Regions from separate parts of the Mus musculus genome. Here regions 1 and 2 are each linked to region 3. Evidence: chromatin contacts called from public Hi-C and Micro-C data. All regions are on one chromosome and are shown on one strand. The core of a region is the stretch at or near the end of the contact, and the rest is flanking DNA. Distances in the headings are between cores, read along the strand shown. Region 1 holds the start of Mocs2 (molybdenum cofactor synthesis 2). Region 2 overlaps Itga1 (integrin alpha 1). Region 3 overlaps Itga2 (integrin alpha 2).

What was found. A called contact is a pair of places that touch in the nucleus more often than the background predicts.
Region 1: a Hi-C map of uterus shows a contact between it and region 3. The contact joins the promoter of Mocs2 here to the enhancer-like site in region 3. A contact is called at or near these places in 1 of 484 Hi-C or Micro-C datasets (uterus), 2 of 115 datasets of contacts at active chromatin or transcription factors (CD8 T cells and the SCID.adh cell line) and 3 of 9 other capture datasets (adipose tissue, liver and pancreatic islet).
Region 2: a Micro-C map of granulosa cells shows a contact between it and region 3, with 3 times the contacts expected there. The contact joins two enhancer-like sites. A contact is called at or near these places in 8 of 484 Hi-C or Micro-C datasets (the AML12 cell line, the G1E-ER4 cell line, the HPC-7 cell line and 5 more), 2 of 115 datasets of contacts at active chromatin or transcription factors (CD8 T cells and microglia) and 2 of 9 other capture datasets (adipose tissue and liver).

What each region holds. Positions count from the first base shown.
Region 1 is chr13:114,816,176-114,820,039 of GRCm38.p6, forward strand. Mocs2 (molybdenum cofactor synthesis 2) reads left to right here and starts at 2,062. Exons shown (of 6, transcript NM_001113374.1): 1 at 2,062-2,148. It overlaps Gm34790 (a long non-coding RNA gene), which reads right to left and starts at 2,049. Exons shown (of 3, transcript XR_382937.4): 1 at 1,759-2,049.
Region 2 is chr13:114,962,426-114,966,121 of GRCm38.p6, forward strand. It overlaps Itga1 (integrin alpha 1), which reads right to left. Exons shown (of 29, transcript NM_001033228.3): 28 at 3,173-3,289. Among named protein-coding and RNA genes, the nearest start is that of Itga2, 32 kb to the left of the region's middle. Within about 2 kb of position 2,011, at least 146 of the 459 cell types and tissues checked have an H3K27ac peak or open chromatin away from gene starts, as enhancers often do. A contact at or near this core is called in granulosa cells, where this site is marked.
Region 3 is chr13:114,893,781-114,897,875 of GRCm38.p6, forward strand. All of the region lies in intron 2 of Itga2 (integrin alpha 2), which reads right to left. Among named protein-coding and RNA genes, the nearest start is that of Gm34845, 28 kb to the right of the region's middle. Within about 2 kb of position 2,346, at least 87 of the 459 cell types and tissues checked have an H3K27ac peak or open chromatin away from gene starts, as enhancers often do. A contact at or near this core is called in CD8 T cells, the SCID.adh cell line, adipose tissue and 2 more, where this site is marked.

The sequences.
Region 1 (3,864 bases), core at 812-3,311, 78 kb before region 3:
TCTAATGAACATAGACCCTGACAGACATTTCTTGGAAAACATTTTGGAAAAGGGAATGAACATTTTTGGAAATACAGTCATTCCTGAGATATCTTCCTCAAATAAATAGATCCTTTTGTGAGGAGCCAAAATGTTCTACATTTCTAATATCAGAGTTTAGATTCTTTTTTTAAATCTAGAAATAAGGCGGAAATGTCTTTATCTAAATTTATGTCTGTATTTTTAACTAAATGGCATCTCATTTAGTACAGACTGAGAAAATAGTGACTAGATTTTTTTTATAATAAATTGTAACTTAAGCAAAACAATAACCTTGCTACTAAAGAGGTTAGGCTATTCCTAGTAATTTATTATGTTCCATTCTAATTACCCACTTATGTAATTAATGAGTTTGTAACTAAAATAACATTAAAGTCTTCAGCATAACATGAAAATATCCTGGTATTAGTCTGGTTTGCAATCAGAACTTAAGATAGGGCTGTATTTTTTTTTTTTATTATTTGAGTAATGAAGAAAAAAATGAATAGAAACTGGAAGTACTAGAGGCCAAAAACCTTGAAAAGACTCACTCCACTAATAACTCAGAAAGGAGACAGCGTGTTTCCCCAACAAGATTTGGAATAGGCTGACAAAGAATTTTTTTTCTTTTTAACTAAGCTATTAAGTTAAATCCATCAACAGAAAAACCGCAGGAAAATGTGTGCCATTTGAAAACATTATTTCTTTTAACTTGTAAAAGAATTTTAAAAATTTTTACTGTTCAGTGCTGTGGATTGTGACTTTACACTAAGCAACATCTCAGCCCTAAGAATCTTGTAGAATAAAGAGGATATTTTCAAAATGAATGGCATTATCCTGATGTCATGGTCTCATAATTGGATTTTTAATATTTGAATAGAGTAAAACATTATTGAGCTTTGTCTTTGTCCTTGTTAAGATTTTATTTCTTATGTGTGTGGGTGTTTTGCCTGTATGAGTGTCTGAGCACCGCCTATGTGGATGCTGGGAATTGAACCTGCGTCCTCTGGCAGAGCAGCCTAGCACAGGCTTAACCCTGTCTCATCTCTGAGTCCACCAAAGGAAGTTTTTAGGAAGAGCTCTTAGGCAATTTTTGAGGTCCCACCTGCCCTCTCCGCCCCCAAGCAGGAATGATAGGCTCTAGCCTTTATATGCACCAGTTTGTTTGCAAAACCACATTGAACTATGCATTGTTTCTTAGCCTATTGAAGATATTGCTCATTGCTGTCACTGGAAACGACCCAGGAGCCCAGAGTGACTGTCAGTTTCCTCGTTTACCTAACAGCATGTGGACATAAATATTTAACCTTAATGTTTAGCAACCTTATCAAAATAAATGTTGATGCAAATCATAATCGGGCTTATTACTCCCCTCTGCCCACCCTTCCCCTTCTGCATTTCTATTTCTTCCTTGAACTGAGTACACCCATCTTGCCAACTATTTTCCTTCTGGAAATTTATTACCCAATTTTTACGTTCCCATAGCTTGACACAGAACGTGAAATGTCCTTTCCTTCCGTATTTGTTACTATTTTGGCAAATGTATTTGGCACAAGAATCTCCTCGGTGAGACTTCCTACAGCAGGTGACCCAGCCACGCCCCCCGCCACTCTCAACTGAAAGGTAAGGTTTTTACTAAGATTACAGTTGGAACACAGTTACGGTTAACCCGGACTGAGCGCCCAGCGAGGGCCACTTAAATCCACGTACCCACGCGACAACTAAGGCAGAGATGTGTACCTAGGAAGTCTGGATGGGGTCGCTGGCTCAGAAACTCCTGAGCGCCTAAAACACTGAAGTGACAGTCAGATACCGTCTCCACGCTGCGAATAAGAACCCGGATCCCACACTGGATGGAGGGGCCGCATAGGTTAGCCTGGGGAAGGCCACCCTGCCGGGTCACACAAGAGGTCGCAGCACTGGGATCCAAAAGCAGAGTAAACTTTTGTGGGTGCAGGAGGCGTGGCGGGGCGGAGCGAAGTGTACGCAGGCGCAGTGTCCACACGCCCGGGGTTGAGCACCACCCAGAAGGTGGAGCATCCGGCTGCGCATGCGCTCTGAGTCACCGGCGCCTCTAGGGGTTGGAGAACTGGCTTCGCGGTGTGTAGCGGGATGGTTCCTAGGTGCCAGGTAAGAGTTGGTTCGCGCGGCTGGGGCGCCCCTTCCTCTCTAACTCCTCCCGGGTTCCGGGTCTTGCGCCTGCTGCTCGCTGAATGTCAAGTTCTGTCCCCGAACTCTGGTGTCCAGGTCATGGCCTTCACGACCGATTACCTAGACGGTTTTTTTCCCTACCATTCCGGATGATTTATTTTGACACTTTTTAAAATTAAAACGCTCCTAGTTAGGAATTATTGTGAGGAAATGCGCATCACCCAATGATTGACAGGCTCAGGATAGTTTGCAGCAGCCGTGATTATTGTGGAGAGACCGAGTTGTACTGAGTGACAGGTGAGACCTTGTGCACAGTCAGGTCCCTTAGTTCCCAGGCTGATTACACGGGTTTGGCCTAGAAACTACCAGTTGATCCTGTAATTCAAGCCCATTTGCTTTGCTGCATGTCAAATGTTCTGTGTTTTGTAACTCAATCGTAATGTAGGACGGAATCAAAGGTCATTTGACCACTGTGAAATGAAAGCTAGGCCTTTGCTGACTGGGTTATTTAATTTACTTGTGTAATCCACCCCCTGACTCAGACCTCTGTCTCTGCTTCGCGGCTGATGGAAGAATCGATTCCGTGTCAAGTCAGACTTAGCATGTTTTCTAAGGAAATTTAGTAGGATTTTAATGCTGCCACACAAGCTTGAGATTGTGAGAGGTCTGAACAGTAGGCAGAAATCAGAAGTGATTTTAAAGCGTTTGTCTCAAATATGAATCTATAGATATATGGAAGTGTTTTGTTTGTTTGTTTATGTTTTTCGAGACAGGGTTTCTCTGTGTAGTCCTGGCTCTCCAGAACTACACTCTGGTAGACCAGGCTTGTCTTGAACTCACATAGATCTGACTGCTTCTGCCTCCCCAGTTCTGGGTTTAAAGACATGTGTCACCACCACCAGGCCAATACTGAAGTTTTGTGAGCCATTGCATTTGGGGAGCGAGGAGCCTTCTTGGTGCGGGTTATTTAGACTATCCTCTCTCCTTTCAGATTGACGTGTTGTATTTTGCAAAAAGTGCTGAAATAGCCGGAGTTCGCTCGGAGACCATTTCTGTGCCACAGGAAATCAAAGCGTCAGAGCTGTGGAAGGAGCTAGAGAGTCTCCATCCTGGGTAGCTAACGTTATAGAGTGCATATGATGAACATGTAAAGGTTTCTAAAATGTGTAAATTACGTGTGAGTGTGCGTATGTGTGTTCTCACACAAGAGTACTAGTTCTTTTAAAATTCTTGAAAATTTAAAACTCTGGTATTTAGAAACATCCAAGTACCACAAGGAACACCATAGATAATTTACTAGAAAAGCAGTCAAGTGGATGCCCCCTAGATATGTTTATGTAATTTACAATCATTTTTCTAATTTCTAAGACAGAAAAATGCAAGTTCTGCCTTTTATAGCCTAAGATGAAAAATTGAAAGATGCTGTTAAAAAGATACATTATAAACCTTTCTGTCCTTTTCTCTCTTTTAAAATACTCAAAAGTTTCTGAGATTGAAAGAAAAATGAAGTATAACAGACCCTACATGCTTCTGAGCTTGGGTTTTATAATATTTGAAAATTTCTCACTGGCCCCTGAAAATCTGAAATGAAACTTATTATTTTTCCCTGAAGCCCTGTCGGGATGAGCTATAGAATGGCTGGACACTGTCCCAGGAACACGAGTGGTGCTGCTTCAGCCTGCGGAGAGAGGTTTC
Region 2 (3,696 bases), core at 761-3,260, 68 kb after region 3:
TCTTCCAGATGAAACTACCTTGATCGTAACTTTTCCACTCAAATTCTCCAAACATTAATTTTACTAAGGGAAGCAAACTTAAACAAAGACGATCTTAGCCAAGAATTGAAAAACGAAAAGTAAGTTTGTGACCCCCCTAGACCTTCTATAGGGTGTTGCTTTCCTGTTTTGATTTCTGAATTATAAATTCTCCTTTATAGAATTAACCTAGTTCAATACCCTGTGGCAAGAAGTAGGTGGTCAATGCATAATGTGGAATAAGTGTTGAATAAACAAATGAATACCGATTAATAAAAGATTAAAACGTAATGCTACACCAGTCCTCCTTATCCACAGGTCTGGGTGCCTGAAACATGGCAGTAATGAGTGACAGACACGAAGTTTTGTTTTATCCTATTTGTACATTTTGATGATGAAAGTGATATAAATTAGTAAGAAATTAACAATAATGACTAATAAAATAAGATTCTCATAACACTGTGTTATGATAAAAGTTAGGCAAGTGAATTTTTAAAAATTTCCCAGAGTATCTTATTATATATACTGCATTATATTTTGATGAGCAGTTGATGGATCCTGGAGTTTTCCAGAGAGAAACCAACTATGGGGAACTACCATATTCCCATCAATAAGTTATGCTGGGTGGGCGACAAAGCTGTAAGATGAAGACTCATCAGCAATGGGACTTGGACATCGTGTGAATCAAATAATAAAAGGCATGTCCTTGCTTCTCATGGTTTTTCTTCCAACTGTAGTATTTTGTTTTATATGTTCTCTGAATTTTTTTTCTAAGTCAAGTATTTTACATGTTTCAAAGGAATCATGATCCTATACCCTGTACTGTTCAGCCAAAGAATTTATTTTTAAAAAATGCAGAGGTTTTAGAAACAATGCTAGTTGTATCTAGTTGTTCGCTCCTTGATAATCTTGGGGTTGGGGTGGGGTGGGGTGGGCATGGTTCACTAAGTCTCCTTACCTTTGTTTTAACATTTACAGGTGTAAAATGCAGTTACAATGTATTGCTATAAAAGTTGTAAGGACCACAGAATGGAATCAGTTAATATCTACTCAAACTCTTATTCAGAATATTACTGTCTTTGCGGCCCTGAAAAACATGCAAACCTTGTCTGTAACTTCATTCCTCGTTTAGAGACTGAGGTGTTCAGCGAATATCTTGTGTCTGTATGGATGTGGCACCTGTCAATTAAAAGAAAACCCTATGGCCTATTGGAAAGGGTAGACTAGAAGGTGGGACATCCGGGAGGCAGAAAGAATTCTGGGATTTAATGTTAGGCAGATTTGCCCTGGGAAGATGTGAAGAGCTGGATGCATGGTATCTGAGCACAGGAAATCAGCCATGGGGCAAAGTCTAAGTTAAAATAAATGGGTTAAGTTATGATCTAGTCAGATATTATAAATATATTTTGAGAGTGGGTCTTATTTCTGGGAGGAAGAAGCAGACCCAACTTCTACACTAAGGGTCATAATAGCAAGGATGCTTGGAAGCAGGGTGCTTAACAGAGTTCCTGGGACATGGTAAGCACTTACTAAGAGCTAGCTCCTTCTGTCTGTCATAGAGTCAGAGTTGCGATTGTGCAGCCTTTCCGGAAGGCGTTTGAACTAACTAAACATACATGGCAAGACAGCCCAGAGTTTGTTAGCTGACCGTTTGTGGGTGGCAAAGACAATCGTAGAAGCTGTAAGTAGGTATCAACACAACACTTTCTGGAAATGTTTTTATTTTTCTATCTGGGCTTTTTCAAACTAAGGAATTAGAAACAGGTGGGTGAAAATTCCCTTTTGTTTGTTTGGTTTAAATAGAGGTATGAAGTCAGTGGAACTCATCCTAATATCAGCCTGACTGTCCTTGAGCCCTAACGTCATGCCATATGAGCTCAGTCAGCGCTCACACTAATTAGAAGGACATCATCACACTAACTAGGAGGCATCCTCAGGCACAGGGTGAATCAGAGGTGCTTCTAAGCCAGGAAACCAGTCTGTGCCAAGCACAATGTAGAAACCAGGCCTTGGGTACCACAGTGTGGCCAAGCCAGGTACTGCAGAGAACATTGGCCCCTAGGAACTTCAGAGGATGCTGCTGAGTGTGAACTGTGTCTTGGAGCTTTGATAGGGAAGGATCATAGAGTCTGTTTATGGAATCCAAAGCTGCTTGGGCATATTCTCCCTGGAGGAAATCTCCCAAAGAGGAAGTTTGTCATCACAGAAAACTCAGGAAGGGTGATAATAGTTGTAGCTCAGCAAGAAAAAAAATTTCGCTAGATAAAAATAATTCTACTGTTCATACAATAGAAAAATGAGTATGTAGTTACAGTTTTTAATTTTTGCATGCTTTATTTAAAGAGGCAGTAGGTAAAATGTTAATGCAAGAAAGAATTATAATTCCATATTTAATTGAAAAAATATTGAATTCAACTTTTCTCTGTTATTTTGTTTTCTGATAAATTCATCATAAAAGCTATCATCATGGCTTGTTTGAAAATAATATGTTCTTACATTTCTCACCCTAGACCATCTCAGTAAATATCTAAATTAACTTGAAAGAAAACAAATTACCACCTTGGTGTTCCCAAAGGATTTTGGTATAGGGGGTCTCTGAACCTTATGCTCTTCATTATACTATTTTACTATTGTATTGCATGTTCCTTATACAGCCACACAAAAGAAAATATGTTGTCTTTTCTGTTTATACACCAAAGAAGCATTTTATCTTTAAGACACACAGAGTGGCTAAAACAAGGTTCATCTCAATTATGAGTCTATTCCTCGTATGTCCTTCATTGATATAGGACTTCAGACTACTTTTGCCATAAAACTAGGTTTTTGTTTTCCTTTCTTTAAAAAGTAAGAGATAGACTTATTACAATTTTAGGTAAATGTTAAGTTAAATGGTCCTTAGTAATCTTCCCCTGTAAAAAGGATGCCCAGGGATTTTGGATATATGTATCCCCAATCGAGGCACATGGTTTTTCCTTTGTGAAAATGAGACTCTGTAAAAATGAGACTCAATGTATGAAAGTCATTTAAAAAAATCTCTCTTCTCACATGAAAGCTTGCACTTTATTATGTACGAGAGCATCAATAACTCCTAACTTATTTTGCTCATTGTCTCTTGGTGGTTGGAGTAAGCATGGGCAGTATCCATGGCGCTTACCTTCCACAGAGCTAATATAAGCAGCATTAACAGCAGGAGTCCCGCAAAGGCGCTCAGGAGGATAACCCACAGCGGCACTCGGCCTGGGAGCCCGTCTTTGGATATCTGAATAGCCAGCTGAAAATTATTAAACACGGTTGTTAACGCTGATAAACACCCATCAGAACTCCTGGAACACCGAGTCCGGGTGGGCTTTATTTTTCTACCAAACAGTGTAATTAATCTCATTACTGTATACAGAGAAAACATTTGGTTTACGTTTGAGAATGCCTTTCATTTACTCACAATGTCCCATAATATCAAATTTATTATGACGAAAATGTAGAGCAGTTCGAAACAGAGTTTTACAACTTAAATGGTACGGCTCACTCAGATGGGATTTCTAAATGTTCCCAGGACAGGATGAGAAAATCATGCTTTTGTCTAAAATAAGTCCTTCGGCTTAATTTTCTAAAAAGTCAAGGATAAAATACGTGTACTTTTACCAAGGACTCAGCTTGAATGACTTCATCTTTGTTTTGGAT
Region 3 (4,095 bases), core at 1,096-3,595:
AGGGAGGAAGAGAACTAGGAATGACCCTACAAGCTGAGAAGTTAAGTACAATGAACATCATGAAGGTTGCTGTCAGTAGAGGAAGATTCTACAATAAAGAATAGCTCAATAACTGTGTGCAGACACCTTGAGTTGGAGATGTCTTTTAGACCCCAAAGGGGATACCTTAGTTGTGACCAGAAGCCTACTCTATGTAATATCTAAATTAACATTAGGTATGTCAAAGCCCACACTGCATGAATAAGACTATCCTTCTCACCCTAGGCTATTGATAATACAGAGATTCTGGCAAGTTCTAAATAGATCCTTGCTTCTTGCTAGTGAGTGGGAAAGGTGTTTGTGAATAAAGGAAGTCGCCCATGAAATGTTGCCCCTTAGGGAAGGGGTCCAGTATTGCTTTTCCAAGCTCAGTAGTCAAACACCTTGGCCTAAGTTAAAGCAATGTTGTCATGTCAGCCTCCTTATGTGACCACAGACTCTCCAGCTTCCAGACTGTTTCCTGAAGTGGTTAGGTGGAAAAGCTTGCAAGGTCTTTCAATGTCACAGCATCGTCCACCAACCTCACTATTGCTAAGGCATCTTAACACCTGTTCTGTTTCAGAAAATCCTTGGAAATTAATTTTTCATCCTGGAAATAAGAGAGCGAATAGACACGGATTATTGCCTCAACTCATCCTCCATGAAGTTTTCCTGAAGTTAAAACCAAAAGCTGAGATATTCACCATAAAGCATTACGATGCCGCAGATCTCCTCACTTTTACCCATCCAATATGATTTCTAGGATTGCTACACTTCAAATGTCAAATCCCAGTTCTCTCCTGGGTGCTTTGGCAATGTTTTCTTTTTAATTCAGAGATAAACACTGGAATAGCAACAGTATTGTAAACCTACATTATGGTTTATAAAGGATTCATATGCATTTTTTCATGTGGTCCTTATCATTTCCTGTGAAGTATTAGACCTAGTCCTGCTTTTGTAAAAAGACACTAGTTCTAAGTGTCTGTGCTGGTTTGAGTGAGATGCACCCTCTTCACATCCAACTCAGGCATGTAAACAGTTGGTCCACAGTTGGTGGTATTCTTTGGGGGAAATTTAGGATGTGTGGCCTGATTAGAGAAAATATGTCACCAGAGGCAGGCTTGGAGAGTGTATATCCTCACCCTACTTCCTGTTTGCTTTCTCTTCTCTCTGATTCTGATTGTGATATGACCTCTTAGCTTGCTGCCCCTTTTGCTTTGCTGCCCTGTTTTCTCATCATAGACTCTAGCCAGAGCAAACCCTCCATTCCATAGATTGCCTTGGTCATGGTATTTTACCACAGCAACAGAGAAGTAACCAGTTTCTATGACAATCTCTTTTCCTTCCAAATGCCCAATTCTATCATGCTGGGTCCATTTAGAACTCTTTTAGACAAGAACTCAACACTGGCTTATGATAGGGTACCTAAAAATGTGAACAACTACCTCTCGTCTATGCCACTTGGCCCTTCTTACATCTATGTTCTGATGGAGGGAAATGTTTGGATGACTGGGTACCAGAAAGGGATATGTGTAAAAGCTCTTTGCTCTTGTAAATAAACTTTGTTCTGGAGCCAGTAATCAGTATTATCATGGAGGAACCTCTGACAGGAGGTCTTGGGATCATGGATGATTTCCCAAGATATGTTCCAAACACTCTAGAATAGCAGGCATCTTCCAAATATGAGTCACAAATGTGGTATGCATGTGTGTGTGTGTGTGTGTGTGTGTGTGTGTGTGTGTGTGTGTGTATCACAGATTCATGTCCAGAACAGATGATGGAAAAAGCGATTTAAAGCATAGGAAATTCAATAACACACCCGTTTAATGTCTGTTACAAAATTGAATCCCACTTATATAGACCTTTCTATTTAAATTTCTTCCACAGAGACATTTATGGGGGGGGGCTATCACACTTATAGTAAATAAAGACCTTTAATAAGATTTATCTTAACCAAAAAATTAGAATAATAATGTGCCCATACATCAGATGCAGCAGATTTTCTCTCTGATGCTATATTCATTCATAGTTCTTCTCTCTTTATAAGGAAGTAAAACGTACCAGTCCTTGACAAAAGAAGAAAATACATTTCCATGACTGGAAATACTCCTCGTTCTTAGTTAGTCTTCATCTAACCAGTGATTTTAGTTACAGTGCTTCTGAGTCATAGAATGAACTCAGATTGTTCTTGGGGCAAGCCTTCAGATTACACAAAGAAATAGTGCAAATCACAACTAGTTCCAGGAAATGATCTTAAACATGTCTCCGGCCCTTGCAGATTGTTTGTGATAAGGATTGCATCATCTACACTGAACATCCGGTGTAGGAAATTCAGGCTGGAGGCAGGCTGGCTCGCCTCTGCTGCGCTGAAGGAGGAGACGTTACTCTTACCCAGAGGGCTGCACGGCAGCTCTTCTTGGAGGTCACCTTGCTTTTGAAAGGATGCAGCTCATAGGAGACAGTGGGAAAAACTCAAGAAGTAATAAAGAGATGTCATGAGATCATTAAAGTAGGAGTCTAGAGTGTAATAAAAAAAATCCAATAAACAAAACTACTAAAATAGCCAAGATTGCTTCATTGAAATCTAGTAGATCTGGAAGTAAAACATGCCTATATTCTTGGAAATGCAAGACACACCGGACAGCTCAAACTGGACTCTAAAATAACAGTTTAAGAGCACTCGGACTAGAACCTTGAGTGTGTTAGAAGAAAAGAGATGGAGTCACGTGTAAAACAGATCATAAAGAAAGTTCAACTAAGTGGAGGGAAACGGTGGCAAAACCTGCTTCGGCATAAGCAGTGAAAGAGCCATGAGCTAAAGGACGTGCGTGCGTGCGTGCGTGCGTGCGTGCGTGTGTGCGTGTGTGCGTGCGTGCGTACGTGCGTGCACGTGTGCGTGCGCGTGTGATGTGCAGACTCAAGAACAAACACTCACAATTTATTGAAGGAATTCCTAGCAAAAGTTAACTTCATTAGTATCAGAAGGAAAGTTAATGTTGAAACGGTTTGCCCACATCTGCTACTTCCATAACGTCTGGGCAATTGTCATAAATTACAAGTGGAGAAGGGCACAGCGCCAATTGTCAAAACAAACAGGCAGCTCTGGAGCCCAGGGCTCGCGCTTCATTTTTCCTCCTTGGTGTGAAGGCCACTGACCGAGGACTGCCTAGCATTGGCTTGCTGTCCCCTGGGAGACTGACTGGGTCAGGCCAATGACGTAGGCCATGAGGAAATCTTCTATCACTATTGTCCCTGACCTTGGAAAGGAAAGTTGTTCCCTTACTGTTGAGTTAATAGCGGTAGAGGCAGGGAAGCAACAAAAGCACCAGCGATTTAAGGCCTGGCACTGAATGAGCCCTCTTATCTGAGCATTCCCAATCTGCAGATCTTCCTCCTAGACTGTTCCACACTCCAGAGGGCAGGGCCCATGCTCTGGATTTTCTGCACCCCACGTAGGCACAGTGGCCAGTCCATGGTGGATTAGATAATTTTGTCCATGGCTTAGTCTGTTCCATGTCTTTTCTTGGTAGGATTGAGACAGTGAGAGGATTCAGACAGGCTGACAAGCCCACAGTCCTCTCTTCCCTTCTGCTTTTTACCTTCCTAGATTCAGCCCCTTAGACAGACAGGAATCCTCTCTTTTCCTCCCTCTGCTGCAGTATGCCTGTGCAGGCTGATGGGTTTAGATACTGGTTAAAGGGAAAAAAGTGAGATCCTTAGCTAAAAGCTGCACCTTACCAGAAAGGTCCATACTGGTATCCAAGGCACTAACCTAGCCAATTATAGAGCAGAGCCTTGTTTCCCAATAGCCGTTGTCTCCTGCTTACAAGAAATGTTATAGGAAGGCTAAGGCAGGATTTAGATATCTGATTATCTGATATCCCTGGTTTTGACGTCATCAGATCAGCTCAAGAGTATCAATGTAATCTGCTTGTAAAAATACCTTTTAACAGTGTCTTGAATTTGTATATACTGAGAGAAGCCACGGGGATGACTCTCTTTCCCAGGATCCTACTTGTTCTGTCCCTGTCAGTTCTTTATTATTTTAGTCTTATTCAAGGTCCAACTGCCACATAG